Regions from separate parts of the Gossypium arboreum genome. Here region 1 is linked to region 2. Evidence: chromatin contacts called from public Hi-C data. All regions are on one chromosome and are shown on one strand. Each heading gives the region's core, a stretch centred on a gene start, on an enhancer-like site or on the middle of the called end of the contact. The rest is flanking DNA. Distances are from core to core; before and after follow the strand shown. Region 1 holds the start of LOC108483180. Region 2 holds the start of LOC108480511 (probable pectate lyase 18).

Region 1 (2,700 bases), core at 115-2,614, 360 kb after region 2:
CCATATTCAAGAAAAAAATATATATATATTTTTTTTGTACTTAAAGTTTAGTAACAAGTGGTACTTAAATTATTTTTTTTCCCAAACCGTTATGCTTATTTTAAAAAGTACAATTCACAAATTAATACTTAAATTATATTAATTATTCTTTTGTTGCCCATTTTACATTAAAATGTTATATTTGTTAAAAGATTTTAGATGATAATAAATTGTTATAATGTTTGACAATGACCGAAATTTGTACTCTTGAGGTCAAGGTGTTGGCGATTGATTTTGTTTTCAAATGTTGCTTGTTTGACTTGACAGGATCGAAAAAGTTACTTTATCAATCAAAAATCAGTATTTTCAAAATTGGTTTAGTCGGTTGGACCTATTGGTTTGGGAATCAAGGTACTAATATGAAGATAGGGGTTGAATTGGTTGGCTCATACAGACCAATTGAACTAAGGTGAGGTAAAAAATTGATTGAATTGGTTTTATTTATTTTTAAAATATATATTTTTAATTTTTATGGATTTTTTATAGTGTATTTAATTGAATCAGACAAATAGGCCAAATATATAATTGGTGGCGTAATCGATTTGACCATCTATTCAATTTTACAAACTTTAATTAAAACATGAAGTTCAAATGCTTACATGTAGAAGAAACTCAATATGAAAGGAAGAAGAAAGAAAGAAAATATAAAAATAAAAAGATATATATAACATGAAATTTTTAATTGGTAAATTTTTTTAAAATATATAAACTTAATAATTTGAATAACTATTGAACTAATAGAGGTACCAACTAAAGATAAAAATAGTTTAGGTATTATTTGTGATAAAAAAATATAGATACTAAAATGAGAAAAAGAGCATAGTTTAGATACCAAGATTAAGATAACTATATTGACGAGTTTTCAAGAGTTAAATTGTTTTTTTTTCATGTATTATAAAATTAAAGAAAATACAAACACCTTTATACTTGTATGATAAATTGATCTGATTTGGTTTTGTTTTGGATAACACCAACCAAAATGCATCTAAGCTATGGATACCAATTATTAAGGTTATAAAACATGTTTAGTTCAAAGAATATCACAAGATTCTTGAATGACATTTTCATGTTTCGATTTCAAAAGTGTTAAAAATTCAAAATATGAGATGAAATTCTAATACCAAATCATCTTTAGATAAGGTAAAATTTCTGTAGAACATTATTTTTTGCATCAGTTTAACCCTTCAATTTTTATCCTTTTACCCTTAAACTATAGGATTTTCCCTGAATTAATCACTCTAAAATTGAATTTATCTTATTTTAATCACTTTAATATTTTTTTCTCAATTTAATCATAATTGTTAATATAATTACTCCAACTGATCACTCCTTTGTTTTCTCACTAATGGATTGTTAACTATGTAATACAAGTAATTAATTTTTTTCCACATAATTAAAGAATTACAAACTCAGTGTGTAATAACAATGCTTTAACAACCCCTAAAGATTAAACGGTAAAGCCAAATGAAGAAAGCGACAAAACCTATAAAATTAAACCCCCACTGCTATTGGGATCGAAATAATTTTTTTAATTTTATTGAATTGGTGAAAAAAATTACCCTAAACATTTCAATTTGGGAGAAGAGAAATTAGTTGCAAAAATAGTGATTTGGGAGGAAATTTTGAAGCGGAAAAGGAACTTTGGTGAAAACGAATTGAGAGAATAGTAAACAAAGATGTGGTGAGGGATACAACAAAGCATTATGGCGAGGAGACAGCTTCGTTTAAAGGTGCATAGGCTGTGAAATACGGTAATGGTGGTGTATTGCGTTGTTTATTTAATTTATTGATGAAATTTTCCTAAATTTATTTTGGGTTTTGTTCAAATGTCGGTTGTAACTAGTCTTGACCCATGCTTCGTGTGTTTTTTGTTTAGATTCTACTATTTTTGGGGTAACACGTTTTCAGTTTATGATTGTAAAATATGTTGGATTGTTGGGTTTGTGTTGTTGATTTATTCTATTCTATTGAGCCTTCATAACTGTTTGCATTGTTTGATTGAATTTTTTAGGGCTGATTATTTAAAGTATCTATGAAATAATTGTGGCACTGGTATTTGATGCATTGAAATTTAAAATGATATCTATAGATAGAACATAAGAGGACCTGAAAGTGTTGACTTTCTTATTGATGTCATTTTATGGTTAGCATGTTGGATTCTTTGTGCTTTTATCCATGATGAAAGATGGGAAATGTTAACTTTGTATAGCAGTATTGTTGAATAGAAAATTGTTAGGAATGTGGAGTATGTGTTGTCTGCTGGTGAAGCAAAAAAAGGGATAGCTGGAAAAGTTAATTCAATGTTTGCTCGTATGTTCGATGGTCATTGTGGGTCATAAGTTGGGATTCAAACAATTTTACTGGACCATGTGTTTGTAAATATGCCAAAGGTGTATCTGAATATTGATGCTTCCTGCAAGTTGATAATAATAAAATAAGGTGTAAACATGTGTCTGGTCACTAATGCTATGGTATGACTAGTGTATCTAAATATTTGGAGTACAAGGAAATTTAGATTTGTTACTGTTTCATGCATTTAAATTAAAAGAAAATTGTCAGATTTCAGTTTCCTAATTAAGGAATATTTGAGTGTATCAAATAGGATTCTGTAAATATTTTATCCCTAACTTTAAGGCTGTTTTTAGGTACAGCATCCCTGGA
Region 2 (2,700 bases), core at 47-2,546:
AATTCCAGCTCTTCCATTCACTCTCCGGTGCATCCTCATGTTTGGTCACCTCTTTGCTGAATCTGTTGTTAGGTGCAGTAAATCTATTCCCTTGGCTGTTTATTGTTGGGTTAGCACTTCCTCCAATGGCATACATTTCCCAATGAGTATAGTCATTGTTCACCACGTGGAAATACCCATGTCTACATCTGTAATTCCGAAAAAATATATAAGTAATCCGTTATTGATATTTATCCTAATTGACCATAGTAGCAATATTATTATTACCGTGGCATTCTTTGGACAAGGCCTTCACCAAAGTGATTAAAGGCAATAGTGACTTGCATGTTCTTGTCTTGAGTATACGAATCACTGTGTCCCAATAACATGACTTTATCATGGTGAGTCATGTAATTGTTGGAAATGGTGATAGCGGTGGAGCCATGGATAGCGTCAATCAAGCCGTCTTTGCAGTTTGATAAGGAGTTATGGTCAACCCAAACATGGCTACCACCGAAGATGGACACACCATCACCGTCTGATATGGTCCTCCAACCATAGTGACGTGGGGAGTCCCTCACCATAGCATTCCCTCCTTGTTTACAATCATGTATGTTGAGTCCATGAATGATAATGTTGGTCACATACTGAACGGTAATGCATGGACCCCCTGCAATATGAACGCTGGCGCCCCTACCGTCGATGGTCTTGAATGAGTTCATTATCAGCTCTTCTTTTAGCTGAATGGTCATGTCACGAGCAAAAATGATCCACAACGGTTCGTCTTGAATCACCGCATGCCGTAATGTCCCTGGTTTGGGGTTAACGGGGTCATCATCGCCCGAGTCAGTGACCACATAAATCTTACCATCTCTTCCGCCAATGGCGTTCTTGCCGAACCCAATGGCACAATCAGCTAGCTTCTGGCGATTAGTCTCCCAGTTGGGGTCACATCTCCAGCAGTCATCAATGGGGTTGCCGGTTCCACAGGAGAGATACCCTAGGTTCCTCCTGGACGCATTGATGGCCCTGCCACCCAAAAACCACAAAAGTTAATTCCTTTGGAGTATTAATGGAGATGACATGGAAATGGAAAAGTGGAGGTGTAGTTTCTTTACCTGTGAACATCTTGGACTACAAGCTCAGGGTCTTGAACAGGGGAAGAGGAAATGAGAAGTGGGAGTAGAAGCAGAAATGTAAAGAGGAAGAGAAGAGGAAGTGAAGGGATCGCCATTGCCATTGTCCTTGCCATTTTACCTTTGTTTGCTTGTTTTGTGAGGCAAGGTGGTGGAGGGAGGTTGAGAAGAAGGGGGTGTTTATAAAGAGGATTAAAAGCCTTGTTCAATGGCGTGATTAAACTAAACATGTAGGGTCGTCTATGCTTCGGTGATTTCAGGTTTTTACGGAATTCCCTGTTGGTAGTTTTTGACTGCTAAGCAATGCCCTCAACAAAGCTGCTCCAAATAGTCAAAAGTTGAAATACTATCCTTTACATGAAAAATATATAAAAAGATTGTCTAAATTTTTATAAAACTAAAATAATATTAGGGTAAACTACAATGCTTACTTACTAAATTTTTTTATCACTTAATTAAAAAATAGTTAGAATTTGATCACTGAACTATTCATGTCATTAGGCTGTTAAAAAATGATATTATATGACTTTCTTTGTTCGTAGTGCATACATTAATCAAAGGCTCTTTTTCTCATTCTCTTTTACAGTTCAAAATTTTTTTTCATGAAACAATTTTGGATATCATGAATCTGCAAACTAAAAATTTAAACAACTTTTTTTTCTGATATCCGACACTGACAGTCATAACAATTTGGATCTAACGTATGTTGTTCTACTTGTTGATCGATACTGATCCACCATATTGATCATTGGCTCATTGCTTGGAGCTCACTGGTAGAACTTTAGAAAAATTAATGACTTAAATGAAAACTTTTGAATAGTTCAGTGACTTAAATGAAAACTTTTAAATAATTTAGTGATCAAATTATAATGTGATAATGTTGTAATTTACCCAAATCATTTTCAGGGTTGTTGTTTTAGGTGTTTTCCACCTAGATTGTAAGTTTGAAGAGGGTTAGTTAGCATATTTGGTTATGGCAGCTATTTCATAAAAAAGTGTTCAAAGGATGGGATATGGTTGAATATTACTAAACTTAAATTCGAGATTGTTGGTTGATTGGTTAATGTTTTTACAAGGTTGCTTCATTTAGTCGCTAAAGGGTGAAAATAATGGTGTTGTCTTTATTAAATATCAACATTATAAAACTTCATATTGAAAACCCACATTAGAAGATGGAAGTTATGAATTAAAATTCAGTTAATGGCTTCATAAATGTTGTAATGTCAGTTTGGAAAACTCACCAAATGGTCAATTTTATAAGAACAAAAATTGCTGTTGGAAAATTTTTAAACTATATTAGGATTGAGTAATTATTTAATACATTGACCATAAAATCTTTTAAATTTATAAGTGTATTTGAGTTAAGTTTGACCTGGTTTGGTTTGGGTCAAAAAAAAGCTTACTTGAGGTTTAACCTATTTAAAAAATAGGTCTCATTTTTTGTTCAATTCCACATTTTAAGTTTATATTTTTATTCAAATCCTTTCAATATTTTGGCAAGCCTCCGAATCTAGTTGGGTGCCTTGACCCATGGACAGCTCTAACTGCAAATAGAGTTTTTGGATTCCGCAAATAGAGTATAGTA

What was found. A called contact is a pair of places that touch in the nucleus more often than the background predicts.
Region 1: a contact with region 2 is called in a Hi-C map of leaf, with 4 times the contacts expected there. The contact joins the promoter of LOC108483180 here to the promoter of LOC108480511 in region 2. A contact is called at or near these places in 2 of 5 Hi-C or Micro-C datasets (both in leaf).

What each region holds. Positions count from the first base shown.
Region 1 is chr1:16,878,106-16,880,805 of ASM2569848v2, forward strand. LOC108483180 reads left to right here and starts at 1,365. Exons shown (of 4, transcript XM_017786440.2): 1 at 1,365-1,790. It overlaps LOC108483083, which reads left to right. Exons shown (of 16, transcript XM_053027605.1): 16 at 307-618. The coding sequence ends at 360.
Region 2 is chr1:16,521,179-16,523,878 of ASM2569848v2, forward strand. LOC108480511 (probable pectate lyase 18) reads right to left here and starts at 1,297. Exons shown (of 3, transcript XM_017783534.2): 1 at 1,098-1,297; 2 at 268-1,008; 3 at 1-188. The coding sequence starts at 1,231.